Regions from separate parts of the Sus scrofa genome. Here regions 1, 2, 4 and 5 are each linked to region 3. Evidence: chromatin contacts called from public promoter capture Hi-C and targeted proximity ligation data. All regions are on one chromosome and are shown on one strand. The core of a region is the stretch at or near the end of the contact, and the rest is flanking DNA. Distances in the headings are between cores, read along the strand shown.

What was found. Promoter capture Hi-C pulls out the DNA fragments that hold promoters and counts their contacts.
Region 1: a promoter capture Hi-C map of liver shows a contact between it and region 3, with 4 times the contacts expected there. A contact is called at or near these places in 1 of 5 promoter capture datasets (liver), 1 of 47 Hi-C or Micro-C datasets (fibroblasts) and 1 of 2 datasets of targeted methods (alveolar macrophages).
Region 2: a targeted proximity ligation map of alveolar macrophages shows a contact between it and region 3. A contact is called at or near these places in 1 of 5 promoter capture datasets (liver), 1 of 47 Hi-C or Micro-C datasets (liver) and 1 of 2 datasets of targeted methods (alveolar macrophages).
Region 4: a promoter capture Hi-C map of fetal liver shows a contact between it and region 3, with 2.3 times the contacts expected there. A contact is called at or near these places in 2 of 5 promoter capture datasets (fetal liver and liver), 5 of 47 Hi-C or Micro-C datasets (alveolar macrophages, embryonic fibroblasts, heart right ventricle and 2 more) and 1 of 2 datasets of targeted methods (alveolar macrophages).
Region 5: a promoter capture Hi-C map of liver shows a contact between it and region 3, with 6 times the contacts expected there. A contact is called at or near these places in 3 of 5 promoter capture datasets (fetal liver and liver) and 1 of 47 Hi-C or Micro-C datasets (embryonic fibroblasts).

Annotation. Positions count from the first base shown.
Region 1 is chr5:22,760,857-22,764,907 of Sscrofa11.1, forward strand. ARHGAP9 (rho GTPase-activating protein 9) reads right to left here and starts at 1,323. Exons shown (of 18, transcript XM_021091869.1): 1 at 963-1,323. MARS (methionine--tRNA ligase, cytoplasmic) reads left to right here. Exons shown (of 22, transcript XM_021091867.1): 2 at 28-530; 3 at 1,363-1,453; 4 at 1,600-1,678; 5 at 1,762-1,896; 6 at 2,501-2,576; 7 at 3,086-3,258; 8 at 3,441-3,547. The coding sequence starts at 275.
Region 2 is chr5:22,398,434-22,402,286 of Sscrofa11.1, forward strand. NAB2 (NGFI-A-binding protein 2) reads left to right here and starts at 1,842. Exons shown (of 7, transcript XM_001929485.5): 1 at 1,842-2,197; 2 at 3,640-3,853. The coding sequence starts at 2,115.
Region 3 is chr5:22,533,550-22,537,254 of Sscrofa11.1, forward strand. It overlaps SHMT2 (serine hydroxymethyltransferase, mitochondrial), which reads left to right and starts at 2,231. Exons shown (of 12, transcript XM_021091827.1): 1 at 2,231-2,428; 2 at 3,668-3,705. The coding sequence starts at 2,261. It overlaps NXPH4 (neurexophilin-4), which reads left to right. Exons shown (of 6, transcript XM_003355482.3): 4 at 998-1,267; 5 at 1,883-2,131; 6 at 2,231-3,065.
Region 4 is chr5:22,361,733-22,365,800 of Sscrofa11.1, forward strand. It overlaps MYO1A (unconventional myosin-Ia), which reads right to left and starts at 1,796. Exons shown (of 30, transcript XM_021091823.1): 1 at 1,682-1,796; 2 at 588-818; 3 at 467-500.
Region 5 is chr5:22,313,774-22,317,788 of Sscrofa11.1, forward strand. It overlaps ZBTB39 (zinc finger and BTB domain-containing protein 39), which reads right to left and starts at 2,544. Exons shown (of 3, transcript XM_005663904.3): 1 at 2,438-2,544; 2 at 708-926; 3 at 1-705. The coding sequence starts at 882.

The sequences.
Region 1 (4,051 bases), core at 73-2,572, 230 kb after region 3:
TAAAATACGCTTATCTATCAATTCCAGAACTCTCTTATGAGCTCGAATCGAGAGTGGGCCATTGCGAGTAGCCGCAGTCTTGACGTCGCCACTTCAGCGAGATAACTGTACCCCTCGGTATCCTTCACCGCTCTCGGGAGGCGTTAGAGGATTACAAGCCGGATCCCACACATAAAGGTCCTTTCTGGCCCTCCCATCAAAAAGATGCCACTCTGGCACTGCGTTTACGGCCTCTTCGTCTCTATGGCACTCTTTTCCTGTTTCCTAGTGTTGTATGATGGGAGAAATAGTCTACTTCCGGAACCCAGGCCCGGGGAACAGCTTTAGTCGGAACTCCATTTCCCGGCGTGCCGCGCGGCAATCGCTTATCCCTCTGGCGGGAGACCGGTTCCGGTTGCATCAGCGTGGGACCCACGGCGAAATGAGATTGTTCGTGAGCGAGGGCGCCCCGGGGAGCCTGCCTGTGCTAGCTGCGGCCGGGAGGGCCCAGGGCAGAGTGGAGCTGCTCATCAGCACTGTAGGCCCCGAAGGTAGACGGGCTGGTGCTGGTGGGCGGTGGATGAGGAGGGCGGGACGCGAACACGCCCGACACCCACCCTACAGTTGTCTTTTACCACCCCCCATCCCCCCACCATGCACTCCCGTCAGATTTCTCCCGCAATGTCCTTGGGCACCCCATCCCGTTTCCCTCCCAGTCACATCTTTCATCGGTTACCTAATTCTCCTCAGTGTCCCCTTCCCTCATCTTTTGCCTCCCCTTCTTCGTTTCCCAGGACCTCGCCTTACTTCAGTGAAACTCTTTCCCTTTATTAACCTCCCACACCTACCCGGCACTCCCCCCCGACCCCACACACACTCGCTAGTCACTCACATGACAATTCCCCAGGCACCCCTTTCCTTTGTTCTTAGGAAACCCCACTCGCCTCTCCTAAACCCAGACACACATATTCCCTTCGGTTTACCTCTTCTCATTCCCAGCCATCTGTTTGACTCTTAAGAGGTTCTCTTGTCCATCCTCCCAGTTCTCTTAATTTTGTTCTTCCAGTGTAGCTCAGATCTCTCAGATATCCTAGTTACTTTCAGTTGTTTCAGTTCTTGGCTGCAGCACTACCCCAATACCACCGCCTCCCGTCTGCAACTCCCATCTGTTGTTTCCAGCTGGCAGTCTCAGCTGAACACCTGCTGGTCTCTCCAGCGTATTCTGGACCCACCCCCTTTCAGTGGTCCTATCCTGGAACCTCTCCTTGAGACGGCCCATCTTTCTTCCCCCAGGCCCCCAACACTGTGAAGTTGTCCTTCTAAGTTGACAGAGTATTTGTTTTCTTTTCCCTGTATTTCACCCATTTTCCTGTTCTGCATCAGAGTGTGTGGTTCCATTCCTGACTCGGCCTAAGGTCCCTGTCTTGCAACTGGATAGTGGCAACTACCTCTTCTCCGCCAGTGCAATCTGTCGGTCAGTATTGGTCCTTGATTCAGGGAGGTGGCTGAATAAAATCAGGGATTATTGTCCTCTGTGGCCTTATTTACAATCACTGTTTCACTAGGGGGTGAGAAACAGGCCCCTCTCATTCTACCTTCTGTTGCTCTCTCCCTGGTTAGATACTTCTTTCTGTTGTCTGGGTGGGAGCAAGATGACCTCACCAACCAGTGGCTGGAATGGGAAGCAACAGAGCTGCAGGTAAGACTGAGATGTGGGGGAATCACAGGCAGGCAGGCCATTGCTTTGCATGGCCATCCTGACTTGTGTCTCCCGCATTTTAGCCAGCTTTGTCCGCTGCCCTGTACTATTTAGTGGTCCAGGGGAAGAAGGGGGAAGATGTTCTTGGCCCAGTCCGGAGAGCCCTGACTCATATTGACCACAGCCTGAGTCGTCGGAGCTGTCCTTTCCTGGCTGGGGTGAGTTGGGCCTTGAGATGGGGATTGGGGAAAGCTGTGTGGTATGAGAGTTAGGAAAGAACACTGTATTCAGAGTTCCGACCCCCAAACTGCCTCTCAACTAGCAGTGTAACCTTTAAAACTCACTACACTTGGAAGTTCCCGTTGTGGCTCAGTGATAGCAAGCCCGACTAGTATCAATGAGGATGCAAGTTTGATCCCTGGTCCCGCTCAGTAGGTTAAGGACCCGGCGTTGCCAGGAGCTGTGGTGTAGGGCACAGATGCTGCTCAGATCCCACATTGCTGTGGCTGTGGCGTAGGCTGGCGGATATAGTTCTAACTTGGGATCTTCTACATGCTGCAGGAGTGGCCCTAAAAGACAAAAAAAACAAAAAAAAGAGCAGCAACAAAGAGACCTCAATAAATTCAAACCTTCAGTTTTTCATCTTTGAAAGGGGGTAATATTAGCATTCACTTCAGTGGGTTGTGAAGACTGAGATAATTAAAATATGCTTAATACGGTGCTTGATACCTTGTAAGTGTGTAGCAAATGTATGAAATGTGACATTCATTGGGAAGAAACTGAGTGCCTCACCTGCCTCTTTCTTTGCTTTTCTCAACAAAGGAGACAGAATCTTTAGCTGACATTGTTTTGTGGGGAGCGCTGTACCCGTTACTCCAAGACCCAGCCTACCTTCCTGGTGAGAACTGCCCATTGCTTCACCCCTAGCTCCAACACCAGGAGCTTGGTGTAGGGGTAACAGAGTGGGTAGGTGAATAATGAGGAACCAGTTTGAGGTGTAGCTTGATGGGCAGCTATAGCAGAAAGAGGGCTGAGGGAACTGGGAAAGCCAGCTGGAGAAACTTCATGAAGAAGAGGCTGGAGTTCTCATTGTGGCTTAGTGGTAACAAACTGGACTAGTATCTATAAGGACGAGGGTTTGATCCCCTGCCCCACTCAGTGGGTTAAGGATCTGGCGTTGCCGCCAGCTGCCATGTAGCTCAAAGACTAGGCTTGGATCTGGTGTTGTTGTGGCTGTGGTGTAGCCCGGCTGATTCGATCCCTAGCCTGGGAACTTCCATATGCCTTGGGTGTGGCCCTAAAAAACCAAAAAAAAAAAAAAAAAAAAAAAAAAAGAAGGGGTTGGGCCACCCTCCCATCTTCCCATGTTAGGTCTTGCTGATTGCCTCTTTTCTCCCCTGCCCACAGAGGAGCTGGGTACCCTGCACAGCTGGTTCCAGACGCTGAGTTCTCAGGAGCCATGTCAGCGAGCTGTGGAGACTGTGCTGAAGCAGCAGGGTGTGCTGGCCCTCCGGCCCTACCTCCAAAAGCAGCCCCAGCCCAGCTTCCTTGAGGGGAGAGCTGTCAGCAATGAGCCTGAGGTTTGGAACAAAGCAGAGGGGTTCCCACAGAGCCTCAGTGCTTCAGGTGGGCGGTGACTTGAAGAGCGCTTTTGAGCGAGGCTACTAACTTTTTCCGTTGTTGGAAAGCAAAGAGAGAATTTCTTTATGGGCTCCTCCCCCCCGGCCGTCACCCAGTGAGGGATACTCTCTACTCTTCATAGGAGGAGGAGCTGGCTACCCTATCTGAGGAGGAGATTGCCATGGCTGTAGCTGCTTGGGAGAAGGGCCTGGGAAGCTTGCCCCCACTTCGGCCGCAACAGAATCCAGTGTGAGTTGGCACAGATGAGTGGGGCTTGGTTTCTTATGTGGAAATTATTGATAGAGCCAGTATCTGCCTATCAAGTCCCCTTTGCTGATCTTTCTTTAATTTTCTGTCCTCTTCACCTAATAGTTGGCTAATATTTTGGACATACTGTCCATCAGTTCTCTCTGCACCCATGTTTTCAGCTACTTTCTACCTCTTGATTGCACCTAAATCTACTTCTCCAGTTCAGATCTCTATTCTGAGCTCTGGACATATTTGTCAGACTGTGTCCTAGATTCCTCAGCCTCCATTGGCATTTCAAACTCAACGTGTCCAAAACCAAACCTATTACTGTCCCTGCCAGCTTCTCTTTCTCCTTTGTACATTTGTCTTAGTGAATGACTCCCACGTTCCACCTAAAAATTCAGGCCAGAAATCTTCCTGTTATCTGTACCCTTCTCTCATCGCCTCCTGTGTCATTAGTCCATTACCAGGTCATTGATTCTAACTCCTAAGGAGTCCTTGTAC
Region 2 (3,853 bases), core at 592-3,091, 140 kb before region 3:
CAATTTTTCTCTCTGGCCTAGTACCCGCCCCAGGACCGTGGAGCCCAGGCCCCAGAATAGGCTCCTCCCTCATCTCCTTTCCAGGGCCGGGACTCTAGCGCCCGGCGCCCACTTGGTCACCGCCCCCTTGATTCACGCCCTATTCAGCCGTCTTCCCCGGGCCAGCCAGCGTCTCCCTTCGGATCCGGGGGCTCAGCACCGCCCCTAGGGGGCCCGGGTGGGAGGGAGGGGGGCGCCTGGAGCAGAGACTGTGTGGGCGGAGGATGTGCGTCACGGGGAGCGTGGGCAGAGGGAGGGAGGAGGCACGTGGAAACCCCGGGCCAGCCGCTGGCGCCCAGGTTCTAAAATAACCGGGAGAGAGTGGGGGAGGGGCGCCCACACATTTAAGAGGGGTCGAGGAGTGTCTCCGCCGGGAGCCGGTGTAGGCGCGCCCTCCAGTTGTAGAACCGAGGACTCGGTTCGCTCCCGATCACCCTCCAACCCCATTTTGGGGGCTTCATGGAACGGACAAGAGAATCTTGGCTACTGAAATTCCCCCCAGTGGTGCACCTCTCTTCTCCTGTCCCACCCGGAGACGGGAGGGTCCCCTCGCCAGGCCGGAATGTAGAACCAGCCCTGGCCCACGCTACCCACTCCTTGCTGGCCCGGGCCACTCAGAAGTGCTGAATGATGGGTGGGGCTGAGATTTTGGATTAGGGGGAATTTTGCCGCCCCTCCTCCTTCATTTCCTCGGGGCGTAGAGCCGCTGGGCCGGGCTCTAAGAGACCCCGCCAGTCGGCCCTCTCAGCCGTGGGCGGGAGTGTAATGGGAACCAGATGGGGCTGGGAAAAAGAAAGGGGAGGGATGGTGGGTGGCAGAGAGGGGCAAAGCTCCTTGAAGGAGCTCCTCCCTCCTACTCCTCGGTAGGGAGCCACGTCGGTAGGGAGCCACGTCCGACGCGCCCGGCCTCCGCCGGTCTCCCACTTGACTCCGGCGAAATACCTTCACAGACGTCCCTAGAAGGGGTATCCTCCTCCCAAAGTTGCCACACAGAATTCCCCAGAGGTAGGTCCCCATTCTCAGCAAATAGGATGCTACTAGCGGAAGAAGGCAGGATACCCCTCCCATCCTTGCCTGACCTAAGCACTAACAACCCAGCGCGACTAATAGACGCGCGTCTAAGCAGCAGGTTATGGCAAACCCCGCCCATTTCTGTTCCCCGAACTTCGACGTGGTTTGGGAAGAGTGCGAGGATCTGTGAGGGATTCCTGCAGAGCTCCACGTTCACAGATCTGTCCTAAGTGCACACTCTACGGGAGTCAGAAGCACCCACGAGAGGAGCCGCGCACCCCAGTCTCCCAACTTTTCCTGGCTCACTCCTAACATTCACACGTATAGCACCGCGAAGCCCGAGTGTGGGCAGCAGGCGACCGGGTAGTTGTTTAGGCGCGTGTGCCCGTCGGTGTGCTTCTCTGTGTCTTTGTGTACCTGTGCGTGGTTGTGAAACTCCGCTCTCTGCTCAGAGGGGAAGGAGGAGTGGGAGTAAGAATGTCGCCGGCTGGGCGCTCACGTGGGTACGTGGGCGCGAAGAAGGCCGGCTGTGCATCCGGCGTAGGCGGCTCCGAGCGACCTCGCCCCGCCCGCTGAGTCCCCAAGCCCGCCTTCCACAGCCCGGCCTCGGTCACTTTAGTCCCCAACTCGGCGCCCTGGCGCCGAGTCCCCGCCCCCGCCTCCTGCTCCACACCCCCCTCCCCACATTCTCCGCCTCTCTCCGCCTCTCTGCTGAGGCTTCTCCACCGCCGGCCGAGAGGCCCGGGCGCCCGCCCCCCGCCCACAAGCCTCCGCCCCCGGCTCGGCCCACGCCCTCCGCCCGCCTGGCAGCCAGTGCTGCGCCGGGCCTCGCTCCCCGTGCGTCCTGCGGGGGCGGAGGCGCGGAGAGGCGGCAAGCGCAGCCGGGGAGGGGGGGGGTAGAGGCACAGACAGAGGCGCGGAGGCTCGGAGAGAGGAGACGTGGAGGAAGGGACGGAGCCCGGACAGCGGCGGACACGGCCTCGCGCGCCAGGAAGATCGCAGCACACAGAAGGCGCCGAGCGCCGGACACTGAGAGGGGCATCCCCGGTGGTCTCCAGCCGTCCATGCACAGAGCTCCCTCCCCCACTGCCGAGCAGCCGCCGGGCGGAGGGGACAGCGCCCGCCGGACCCCTCAGCCCAGACTCAAGTAAGTGGGCAAAGGGAAGCGGCGGGGAGTGGAAATGGGTGGAGCTGGACTCGGGGAAAGGGGTCCGGAGGGCGGAGGTCGAGGAGAGGACTAGGGGAAGAGGGACGGGGGTGGGGGGTGGAGACTGATGGAAAGGGGGTGCGCCTTCGAATTAGGGGGCCATGGGAGCAGGCAGGGATCTGATGAAGCTGGATGTGAAGGAATAGTATCTAATTCTCCATTCCTCGTTTACTCTGTGAGCATGACCTGGCCTGTGAGCCCCTGCAAAGAATGTGGGGGCTCCTAAGTGCCAGGGGAAGCCCTGGAGTTCTAGCTGGCAACAGTGCTGGGGAAGAGCCGCTCAGCTGGCACAATCTGTGGTTGGCATGGAGCGCGCCGCTTTGGGGTCGGGAGAAGTCGGCGCCTTTGAACCAAGAGCGCATCAGAGCGGCTCTGCAGGAGCAGGACGTGCCTTAGGCGTCTATTTCCATTTCCGTACCTTTATTTACAGAGTGGGGAGGGGAGTTTCGGTGTGCAGCCCCTCCCTCAAGAGGCCTTGAGTCGCTCCCCCACTCCACTTGAAGATGTGGATGGAAAAAGGGAGAGAGGGGTAGGCGGGAGCCCCCCGGCGGTTTTCGCCCACGGACGCTACCACCGTGGGAGTGTGTGTGGGCGGAACGGGCCGCAAAGCAGAACAATTGAGGCACTTCTCCCCTCCCCTGTGCCTGAGCTGAAGGGATGGGCCTACCTCTGGAGCAGGTGGGAAGGTCACTGCTGGGAGAGGGACCAACCGAGGGCCACTGGGCAGTCTGGAAGAGGGGGGAGGTTCTGGGGAGAGACAGCAGGAAAATGCCTAATCCTTGGGGAAGGCTTAGCAGAGGTGGGAAAAGGTAGCAGAGTAGGGGTCTGCTTGGCTCCTTGAGCTGAAAAGGGCAGGGAAGCCACACCCTCTGCCTCAGCCACATGAGCATAATGCCACCAGAGAATAAAGCTGCCCAGGTGTCCATTGTAGGGAGGTGGGGGCTCATACATTCACCTCAGTGTGGGAAGCTAACTTGTGTAATGTTGAGATTGCTGGGTGTTTGGGGGGAAGACGAGGACTGTGTTCTGGAGGAGAGGGTGGTCCAGCCATCACCGGGGTGTGCTGGCTGGCTTCAGCGCGCAAGGTCTCCTTGTGCCAGGCCAGAAAAGTAAAAGTTGAGGATGGGGGAACAGAGCCTTTGACTTCCACAAAGACCAGTATGGTTTTTAGTACTTCTGGCCAGTTTGGGATGGCATTAGCATGGCTGTGACTCTGAGCAGTGGTTGGTTCTTGTGGTTTGGGCTCCGACCTAGGCACTGGGCAGAGAGAGCATTCGGAAGAGGGGTGGGAAAGAGAAAACAACCGTGAACGTGTGTTCGTACCCAGCAAGGAGGACTTGCACTGACCGCCATCCCCTCTCTGTCCTGTGCCTCCTTCTCAGGCCCAGTGCCCGAGCCATGGCCCTGCCTCGGACACTGGGGGAGCTGCAGCTGTACCGGGTCCTGCAGCGCGCCAATCTCCTTTCCTACTATGAGACCTTCATCCAGCAGGGAGGGGACGACGTGCAGCAACTGTGTGAGGCGGGTGAGGAGGAGTTCCTGGAGATCATGGCACTCGTGGGCATGGCCACCAAGCCTCTCCATGTCCGACGCCTA
Region 3 (3,705 bases), core at 981-3,480:
TGCACATCTGGGAGCAGAGTGAGGTGCCCCTGCCTGTAATTGCACTTGTTGTTCTCCTCTTGATGTCCCAGGAGTCAGTGGTCTATTTTGATATCTCCAGAGCTATGGCATGCCTAGCATGGGGAAGGAGCTCAATATGTCTGCCGAATGAATGAATGTGTAATATTGCTATGTAAGGCAATGATTCTCAAAGTCACTGCTTATTAGAATCACTAAGGAGAGGTTTTGTTGTGTGTCAGCGTGAGTGGGCACCACTTTTTAAGATCTGTTGACTTAGAACCTCTGAGGAAAGGCTCCGCACTCATCTGTTTCTGTCAGTTTCCCAGCCAGTTCTCTGAAAATAACTCCCAGAGGGATAGATGAGTTCTCCTGCCCCCAAAGGATGAGTCCAGGTGAGGTCAGGCAAAAAGGAAGATCCCTTCCAGCTCCAAGGATCTATGGCCCCAGGATACAAAGAGAGGTCACTGATTGCTGGAGTATAAAGAGTGAACAGGTTACAAAATTCAACAAGTGCAAAGACAGGAGGGGGCAACTTATTCAGCTTCTGGATGTCTCAGGAAAGGAGGAGATGGCCGCAGAGGAGGCAGGTTTGAGTTTGAGGGGGGATGATCCATCCCAGAGCGTGTTTACAAACAAAGTCTTATTTAATCTCTGCCACATGTTATCTTATTATTGATTTACATGTGAGGAAACTGAGGCTCAAATAGGCTAATTTTCTAGTTAATCCCAGAGCTGGAACTTGAACTCAGGTCTCTCATCCTTCCAAACCAGGGTGCTTTCCAGTGCACCAGGGCTCTCTAGCTTGTGTAGGTGTCTTTGTATTTCAGAGAGAGCCTAATAATACTAGGTACACTCAGTGGACACCCAATAAATTGTTGCCGTCTCTCTCGAACAAGAGACAGAAAAACAAAACAAAAAAACAAACAAAAAAAAAACAACCCTGAAGAGCTTCAGGACAATGAGGAGATGGGGCGGCACTGGATCACTTTTCTTTCAGGCAAGAGGCTCTGACGCTGGAGCTGCAGACGGGTAATGAAACTGAAGAAGAGGGGAGAAAACTACAATTCCCGAAAGACCATAAGGGACTACATTACGCATGCGCAGACCCCGCCCTAACTCTGGCATCCTGGTAACTTCTCGCGCTTGCGCTCTCGGACTAGTCTGCTCCGGAACCCTTGTTCTCCTTCGCTAGAGTTGGTGCCGGGACCTCTTGCGACCCTCGTCTCGTGTTATGATGCTGCCCTTCCCTTTTCTTTGGGCGACTAGGGTAAGAATGGGGGCCCGGAGACTGCGTGATCAGTAGAAAGTAAGCTTCCCTCCTATCCTTGTTCCCAATCACAAACTTGATGTTCTCTTGGCTTTTAAATGCACGTGGTCTGGGTTCTTGGGGAGCAGAGAGCAGACGTGCAACTAGGGGGTCCCTGGGACGCTCCGTGGGAGCAGGGTGATTGGACCCCTTCCCCATTCCAGGAACCAGAGGCCCCAGGGCCTCGCGACCGCCCATTTGACGTGGCATTAGGGAGAACCGCGCCAGATGTCCCCGGGACCCGGTGCTGGCCAACGAGCAGGGTTCCTGGCTTGGACTGGCGAGCTGAGTCTTTCCTAACAGTTCTGGGTGTGCAGATGATGCAACTGGGATCCCATGCTTGCATCAGGGGTCCTACAGCTCTGTGGGTTGGAAGGAGGTGGAAAGAATGGGAAGTGCAAAAGACAAAATCATGGATTTTGGCTTCCCTGCCAGCTGTCTCCCCCAGCCCTCATATACACCTGATAAAGGTCTGCTCCTCCACCTCCATTGCTCCGGAAACCACCTGTACAGTCTGTTGCCGTAACCTTGCCAGCTTAGTGGTCTCCTCACTGACTGGGGTATCACTTTATAAAGGCTCTGCAGGAAGACTGCATTCCTGTGGGTGGGGACTGCCCCTGAGTTCCAGAGGCTTCTAGAGGAAGAACTTTGCCCTGAGGCTTTGCAGAGTGGCTCCTGAGCAGAGGTGGAGGGAGATTCTGAGGTGAAGTGAATGGACCGAATCAGAACCACACTTTGGACATTGATCTCTACCTTGGCTCTGGAACTGGCTTTTGAGAAGGTGGAGGTGGTGAGAGCTGGAACAGACAGACAGCTGGCTGCTGGGTATGGATGGCGCCTGAGAGCCTGATAATCATGGCCGAGGGCTGTTGACCGTTTTTTGTCTGGGCACTTTTTATTTGACCCTGGCTTTTCCTCCCCTAGCCTCTGTGGAGATGTGGTCAGCTGGTCAAGATGGCCATAAGGAGCCAGCACAGCGAGGCGGCCCAGACCCAGACTGGAGAAGCAACCAAGGGCTGGTCAGGCCAGGAGAGTCTATCAGACAGTGACCCTGAGATGTGGGAGCTGCTGCGGAGAGAGAAGGACAGGCAGTGTCGTGGCCTGGAGCTCATTGCCTCAGAGGTGGGGCCTGGGGAGAGGGGCCAGGGCTTGGGCCACCATGGATGCTGGAAGTAACAGATCATCTTCTTGCCATTTCTCCAGATCTCCCTTTCAGACTTAGGGCCTTCCTGCTGGGTATTGTCTCCCTCTGTTGCTAACCTCTGAAGTAAAGGCAGGGCCAATCTAGGTTATGGGATGGGGGCATTAGAAAGCTTCTAGAGTGGAGCTCCCACTGTGGTGCAGCAGGATTGGGGAGGTCTTGGAAACTCCTGGGATGCGGGTTCGAGTGACGGTCCAGCACAGTGGGTTAGGATCCAATGTTGCTGCAGCTGCGGCTTAGGTCTCGACTGTGGCTCTGATCCCTGGTCCTGGAGCTCCATATACCAGCGGCGTAGCCAAAAATGACTAAAAAAAGAGAAAGCTGGAGTTCTTATCGTGGCACAGCAGAAAGGAATCCGACTAGGAACCATGTGGTTTCGGGTTTGATCCCTGGCCTTACTCAATGGGTTAAACATCCGGCATTGTCGTGAGCTGTGGTATAAGTCGCAGGTGCGGCTCGGATCCTGAGTTGCTGTGGCTATGTGTAGGCCAGCAGCTGTAGCTCCTATTGAACCCCTAGCCTGGGAACCTCCATATGCCACAGGTGTGGGCCTAAAAAGAAAAAAAAAAAAGAGAGAGAGAAAGCTTCCAGAGCTTGAGTTCCTGTTCTGGCTCAGTGGTTACAGAACTGACTAGCCTCCATGAGGATGTGGGTTCAATTCCTGGCTTCACTCAGTGTGTTAAGGATCCAGTGTTGCCATGAGCTACAGAGAGGGTTGTAGACGCGTCTTGGACCCCGTATTGCTGTGGCTGTGGCGTAGTAGGCTGGCAGCCACAGCTGATTCAACTCCTAGCCTGGGAACTCCCATATGCTTCTTGTGAGACCCTAAAAAGAAAAACAAAACACAACAAAACCCTCCAGAGCCTTCTGGGGCTCCTACAGTTTAGTCTGGTCCCTCTTCCATCTCAAGAGGAACGAGAAGCCTGGAAGCACAGGTTCAAGGACACAGATGGCTTTACCGGGGACACCTATCACAGCAGCTGGGTTTCTGAGGATGTTGCTGTGATCCTACCCCAGGCCTGGCAAGGAACCCTAAATGAACAGAGATTTCTATAGAACCTGGCTCTTCCCTGCAGCCTGGGGCTTTGGCAGGATGGGGCTGTGGGGGTCCAGGGAAGGGGGCTCAGTACCTCCTGACATTGCCCCCTCCCCTACCCCAGAACTTCTGCAGCCGAGCTGCGCTGGAGGCCCTGGGGTC
Region 4 (4,068 bases), core at 546-3,045, 170 kb before region 3:
GCAGGGAAGCAGAAGAAGCAGAAGCAAGGCTGGAGAAGGAATCTTCTTTGGATTTACATTTGAAAGGAGTAGGAAATGACTGGTTGGAGGTGGGGGAGGGGGGAAAAAAGCAGCCTCCATACTGGGCACCCAAAGATGTGAAAGGGAGTTCCTGTCGTGGCACAGTGGTTAATGAATCCGACTAGGAACCAAGAGGTTGCGGGTTCAATTCCTGGCCTTGCTCAGTGGGTTAAGGATCCGGTGTTGCCCTGAGCTGTGCTGTGGGTCGCAGATGCGGCTCGGATCCCACATTGCTGTGGCTCTGGCATAGGCCAGTGGCTACAGCTTCGATTAGACCCCTAGCCTGGGAACCTCCATATGCTGTGGGAACAGCTCAAGAAAAGGCAAAAAGACAAAAAACAAACAAACAAACAAACAAAACAAAGATGTGAAAGGACGAGTAGCGACAGGTTAATGCAGGACTCACCCAACGCTGGAACTAGGGGGAAACCTCAGCGTCCCTTGGAGAATGGTGGATGAAATCTCAGTTTGACAGCAAGGGGGCATAGGAGGCCCAGGCCCCAAGGGTGGAGAGGTGTCCTCGTTACCGGGAGCTGTCCATGGTGTTGGGGAAGACAGGAAAGAGACGGCCCTCCTCGTGCCAGTGCCCACGCTTCTGACCTTCCTCTGTGCTGCTTCCTTCAGCCAAGGCTCCCTGTGCCAGTTGAGCCAGGAGAGGCCAGAGACAGCTGAGAGCTGGCTGCTGGCTGCTCGGCTGCTCAGCACAAAGTCCGAGGCTGTTCCTGCTGAGGGTGTGGCTCGCTTAACCCTTCACAGACCTGAAAACCCAGAAGGAGACATGTGGCCAAATAAGAAAGCCCCCTCTAGATAGGAAAGGGTATCTGGCTGGCCTTGGCTGAGGGGTTCAAGCAGCGTTCTTGTTCTGTTTCTCCCAAACTAGGGAACGAGTGCAGAAGTAGGAGAATTTATAGCCAAGGAAAAACTTTTTCAAAAAGACAGAAATTCTGTCAAGGAGGTAGGTAGGCTGGGGTGTCTTCTGACCAAATACACAGTACCTCCCTCAAACCTACCCTTCCAGTCTTATTGGGAGCCATGGGGTATTGATAACATTATTGGAACTAAGCGGACAAAGTCCCTAGATGTACCATGACTTCCTTCCCCCCATGAATCAGAGCCCATCACACAGACCCAAAGACTAAAATTAGTGATAACACCTGACATTTTCATTCATTCAGTTTCACTGAACTCCACCTCTCACTCACTGAATTGCAACACCCTGTGAAGTAGCCAGTACAGACTCACTCCATTCAAAGGGAAAATGAGAGGCAAACACGGAAGCTCAGAGAGATGATAGGAGGTGGCCCTAGTTCCACAGACAGTACATGGCAGAACCAGAAATAGAACACAGCTTCCTGATCCTAAGTCGGCCATAGGTTCCAGCCCAAGTCCTGGTATCTCTCATTTTAATCTTTCTCCTGTGCTAGAATACTGCGTAAGATCCCAGGACACTGTTTCCTGGGCACTAGCCCAGCTGGAATTAGCTGCCTCCGATAGACAAGAAGCTTATAAAATCCTATTTTCCAGGGTACCCCACCCACCCAAGAAAATTCCTAAATAAGAGGCTCCCTCTGCCCACCATCCTCCCTCCCAGGCATGCACAAAGAGCAAATTAGATAATTACAAACACTTAGCTGAGGATTAGATTTGCCAACTCCCAGCCACAGCTGCTTGGATCAAGGTCCAAACTCTATTGCTCTCGCAAAAGCTCTCTGCATAAGCCTGGAGCATCAGCAATTCCATTACCAAACTGCCCTTACATAATTTATTGATCTACTACATATATTGGGAGGAGGGAAAGGCAAGGAAAAAAGAGAGAGAGCTGAGTGGAAATGACGTCTTAGAACATAATCTTGGGTGTAGGTATAGCAGTATCACAGTGTCTGAGGCAGAAACAACTAAAGACCCCCTATGTTGCAGTGGAGGAAAGAGACCTAGAATGAGAAACCACTTCCCCAGGATTACACTGCTGCAAACCTGGCAGAGCTGAGACCAGAACCGGGTCTTCTGTCCTCCAGGCCAGAAATCTGCAGCTGCCTACAACTGGCGTTTATCCATATCCACCCATTGACTTATTTATTGAGCACCTACTATGTGCTCACATGAAAGAAGTGACTGTAAAAGTGAGATGGCAGCCTCAGGCCTGGAAACAATGCCAAGAAGGTCACAGCCAGGGTGACCAAACATCCTGGTTTGTCTAGGACCTGAGATGAATCCTCTGGACATGGGAATTTGAATGCTAAAACCAGGCAAGTTCTAGGCGAATGGGGATGAGTAGATCACTCAATTAACAAGATACCAAGTACACATCCAACTTAGTTAGGATTTCAAGATATGTCAAAGCATTCTGGGGGTAGGGGATGCAGAACTATCATCTCCCACTTCCAGGCAAAACTGATGGAATTGGAGCGTACTGGTCTTCTTCCACTCTGACTCTGAAATCCCCTTCCTTCTCCTTCGATTAAAATTTCCAGTCTTGGAGTTCCCATTGTGGCTCCGTGGTTAATGAACCCAATTAGCATCCATGAGGGCACAGGTTCCATCCCTGGCCTTGCTCAGCGGGTTAAGGATATGGCATTGCTGTGGCTGTGGCCTAGGCTAGCAGCTGTAGCTCCAATTCAATCCCTGGCCTGGGAACCTCCATATGCCTCAGGTGCAGCCCTAAAAAGAAAAAATTTTTTCCAGTCTTTAGAAGGGATGGGCATTGAGGTCCTCTTGTATGGCACAGGGAACTATGTCCAAGCTCTTGGGATAGAGCATGATGGGGGAATGATATGAGAAAGAGAATGTATATATGACTAGGAAACTTTGCTCTACAGCAGAAATTTGCACATTATAAATCAACAATACTTTAAAAAAAAAAAAATCTAGTCTAGGAGTTCCTGTTGTGATACAGCAGGTTAAGGATCTAGCATTGTCTCTGGGGCAGTGGGTTCTATCCCTGGCCTGGCACAGTGGGTTAAGGATCCAGTGTTGCTGCAGTCACAGCCGTGGCTCAGATTCGATCCCTGGCCCAGGAACTTCCATACACCACAGGAGCAGCCAAAACACAAACACATTTCCAGTTTGTGCAACGAACTTTTTGAGGTGATGGGAAATGCTCTATGTCATGACTGTGGTGGTGGTTATACAACTGTCTCCATTTGTCAGAACTCAGCAAAAATTTTTCAAAAAGTTTTTTATTATAGCTGATTTACAATGTTCTAAAACTCAGCAAAATTTAAAACTTGTGAATTTTACTGTATTATGTTATAAATTATACTTCAATGAAGCTGGCAAAGTAGAACTAGAAGCAGCAGCAGCCATTCTAGATTCTTCAGTGCTGACTTCTGAGAGTTGGGAGGGCAGCAATTTGCCCTTACACTCATTGGTCCAATTCATACTCACTAGTCCTCCCAGGGATATTCACTTCACAGGCATTCCCGTCGTGGCTCAGCAGGAACAAATCTGACTAGTATCCATGAGGACTCAGGTTCAATCCCCAGCCTCACTCAGTGTGTTAAGGGTCCGGTGTTGCCCTGAGCTGTGGTGTAGATAGCAGACGCAGCTTGGATCTGTCATTGCTGTGGCATAGGCTGGCAGCCGTAGCTCCGACTGGACCCCTAGCCTGGAACCTACATTTGCCACAGGTGGGGACCTAAAAAGACAAAAAGACAAAAAAAAAAAGAAAAGAAAAGAAAGAAAGAAAAAAGAAAAAAATGCAGAATCAGAAGCCTGCAGTTTAACAAGCTCCCCAGATGATTCCTATGCATATTAAAGAGAAGAACTGCTTTACATACTTTATCTTTTTTTCTGTCGCCAAAGCCCCATGATCTTGCAAACCTGGCAATTATAATTTAAGTTTGTATTAATTCAACCACTGATTACCACCTGTCTCTTATTTACCTAGTTTGGTAACAGAAGAGAAAGGACGTGAATAATGTGCATGAATCTACATAAATTTACATATGGTCCATATCCTGTCTTCTTCCTATTTCACCAACTGTCTTTGAAAAATGGACAATGGATTTC
Region 5 (4,015 bases), core at 1,294-3,793, 220 kb before region 3:
GCTGGAGCTCATCCATCTGCCCAAAGCTTGGGTCTTTGGAGTGGTCGCTGTTGCTCAGACAGGAGTTGGTCCCAGTGGTAATGTCTATTGCATTGTCAGGGCTGAAGAAGCTGTTTTTACTGAAGTCTCCATTGCTCTGGACTTTGTATGGCTGGCAGGAGCTCGTGCTGGTTTGGATGCCCATGCTGACAGTACCTAGAACCGGCTGGGTCACCATACTGGGCACAGATGTGAAAGGAGCAGGGGCATCGTGGTCTTCTGTCTTTGGCGGCAGTGGCTGCTGGGGCAGAGGCAGGCTATGGTTAGTGTCACTGGTAACATTTCTCTCGTCCTCTTTATAGCTTCCTCCAGCATCACCAGGTAACACACAGTTCCTATCAGGACCAAAGTGCTCCCCTCCACCCCGGAGTTCTCCAAGGGGAGGGACAGGTTCTGCGGAGTTACAACTCAGGGTTCCAGAGTGGCTCTCACTGGTGCTGGTCAGGGGCTTGGCCACCGCAGTGCTCTCCAGGTCAGGAAAGGTGGAGTGACAGGCCCGAAGGAGATCCTCCATACCCAGACGCTCAGCTACCTCATAGATGACCCCAACATTGATCAGGTCCGTGAAGAGCTCTGATGTGTAGACAAAGCTCAGAATCTTCTCAAAGTTGGCAGGGGTGATGAAGTCCACCACATAGGTCCGGGCAGCATCAAGCCCAGTGTTCAGAAGAGGTTCTGGAAGTAGCCAGCCGCACAGGCCAGCACGGCTTTGTGGGCTGGGAAGGAGCGGCTCCCCACCACGATGGTGACATCGCACATGGTCTCTGAGAGCCGGCACTTGTTGAGTTCCTTCAGCAGGTTGTTGGGGTGGTTGGTGCTTTGCAATTTGATTCTCATGCCCATCTTAGCAGCTCCTACGAAGTGGCCTCCTTATCAGCACGGTTAATCTGTGGACAGCAAAAGGAAAAGGTGGGTGGCCAAACACACCCCTGCAGGTGATGAGCTCCTCAAGGGAAAATGCCACCAGTCTGCAGGTTTCCAAGAGAGCAGAAGTGAATGGGCATACACCTGCTCCATCCTGCTGGGGGGCAAAGACAGCAAAAGTGACAGGACAGTGACCTCTCTCCCTGCATATCTCCAAAGACAGAGTCATCATAACAAAATCAAGAAGTACTGAAAAAAATCTGTTAGCTTGGTTTTTATTTAAGAGTTAGTAAGAGAGGCTGTAGGCCTGACTGAACCGAAGCTTGTGCCTTAAAACCAAGCCAGAAGCATCCTCTCAGGCGCAGTCTTCTAGCATTACCAGAGAAACCGGCTCAAATTTTTCTCATATTAATTTCCTCCTGACTACAAGCTTTCCTATCTCACTGAGTATATTCTCTTCCCTTACGATGCCAAATGCCATATACATACTTGAACACAATTATCAAGTTCCATTAGCTGCTGAAAAAAAGATAAGGATGCTCTATGCTTTAGTTTCCTATCTTTGCTGTGTTTTTTCAGGCCCTAAATAAACCTCTTGCTCATTCTTGAGTTCCCATCTCTCTCTACCTGCAATACCTGCCTCCTCTGCTCTCTTCCACAGCCTAGAGCCATTGGGATACGCTTCTCACATTCCCTGTATGCTGCGGGTGAAGTAAAGCACTCAGAACCAAAGAAGTAAAGCAAAGCAGAGCATAACTGTGGTATTTAATATTACCTAAATATGCTTCAATCCCCCCCTTTCAGGATTTATGCTTCTGATCAGAACTAAGAGATTTACTTGATGCCGGTAAGAAGCATCTAGTTATATAGGTAACTCCTAAAGTACTGCTCAGTACCACTTTTTCTCCTTTTTGAGTCCTACACATCGAAGGAAGACAAGCTAGTCGCCTTCTCCTTCAACCTCACGACTAGCCCTGTGCAACACGGCCCCTTTCCCCATCTCACCACTTTCGACTAACTCCCAACTTTTTCTGGGGCCCAGGAAGCTTTAGGAGCATTGTTGGGTACCAGCCAGGCATCTCACGGGCCCTGGTGGCCAAACATCAACCGTCAGCAGGTCGGGGCACCGGGAAGCCCGAGTGGGGAGAGGGAGGGGGCGGTTTCGGAACTTTCGAGAAGGCACCCCAACAACCCCATGGCGCCACAGTCTCCCCTCCGGAGGGTCGAATCCAGGAGGAAGGGCGTTGGATCGGCCTGGGGCACTCCATCTGCGGAGTACCGAGCACCTCGGTCCCTCCCCAAACAACGGGGGACTCCTCGGGGCGACCTCGAGCGGGGGCCAAGGTGGCGGCGGGGCGCGGACCGACGAGGGCAGAGGGATGGGCGGCGGGGCCGGCCGGGGTCGGCGCGCGGCTGGGGGAACCATAGGTCCGAATGAGTGGGGCGAGCAGGAGGGTGCTCAGCGAGAGCGAGAGAAAGAGCAGGACGGGGGTCGGGCCTCGGCCATGGCAGCCCTCGGCCCGGCCGTACTTACCCGGCTCCGCGGGACCCGACGCACCATCGCCGCCGCCGCCTCACACAAAGGCCCCGGCCCGCCGTGCCCGGCCCGACGAGGAGGCGGCGCCGCCGGCCGCGGCCAGACTCTCCATCCGCCGAGCCGCTCGCCGCACCGGCCCGGGCCGCCCCCGCCGCCCGGCCCGCAGCGCCCCCCGCCGTCCCGGAGGAGGCAGCGCCCCCCGCCGCTCGGCCGCAGCGCCCCCAGCCGCCCGGGAGGAGGCAGCGCCCCCCCACGGCGGGGCCGGGCGCCCTGCGAGCCCGCTGAAGCCTCCGAGCCTGCGGCCGCCACCAGCCTCCCCGCCAGGCCCCGCCTCCAACCACCGCGCGGCCCTGGGACTGCCGCTGGACCCCCAGCGGGCTGTAGGGGGGATGTTTCCAAATCCCCATCCCCAGGCCGGGCTTTTCTGAAGCCCTGATCATCTCCAGGTGTAGGACCACTCCCTCCTTGGCTGATACCTGAAGAATCCTATCCCAACTCTAAGCTTAAATCGCCTCCCCTGTTCTACTCTCATATTCCCAGAAGTTTACTCTCAAAATGTCTGCTGTGTAATTTTACATAAAGTTGTAAGATTATTCGGTTAATTTGTATCTCCTCCACTAGGCAGTGAGCTTCAGGAAGGCAGGGGTCTGTGATTCTGCGCACTACTGCCTCCCCTCGCTTACCACACACCACTGTTCCATATGGTAGGTGCTTAATGAAGTCGGCTTGAATGAATGAACCAGCACTTGAGGGCTGCACCCCTGGTGGACCACTCTCTGAAAATTCACTGCGTCTCTTCCTTCCAGCTGGGTGGCCAAATGAAGGAATTCACAGGCTCCCACTGCACCTTGGCAGCTCAGGCCTATTTCTGGCAGTCTGTCTTCCCTGGAGGGGAGAACTTGACACCCCAAAATATGCCTCCTTGGCTGCCAGGATTACTAAGAAGCAGCAGATAGGGGAGAAAACAGTTGAAGTTACTCTTTTCTAAGAGACGTTTACATTTATAAGGGAAATGTCCACTTGTAAGGGTGTCTAGCTTTCTGCACCAGGAAGAGAAGGGTTACTAAATCTCTAGAAACTCAGTTTTCCTGGGTTTCCCCCATGTATATATGTTATTAAATTTCTGTTTCTTTTTTTTTCTGTTAATATTTCATTAACTACTCAGTCAAGAACCTTGAAGGTAGAGGGGAAATAATTTTTCCTCTCCTACTTCCCCAGCTCTTCCTAGAACTCGATTTCTCTGCTTCCACTCACCCTTCTCCTTTAGTGCAGTTACCCTCCAAATGCTCCTGCTCAAGAACTGTCATCAACCCAAAACTACCTGAGCTTAACTGAGAGATGTGATCTAAATCCAGGCATTAGCACCATTACCAGCTCTGAAGTTCTCCTCACAGCATTTGCAGGTCATGAAAGTTTTTTGGCTGAATCTGTGTGGTATTCACAGAGCACAACTTCAGGCTCACAATTTTTTAGTTGGTCATATTTTTTCATTCCTTTTTTCATGTTCCAGTTTCAGGGAGAGCATTTGCTTGGTGGTTAGCAGCTGAGAACACGCATTTAAAGCTTTTGAGAGAA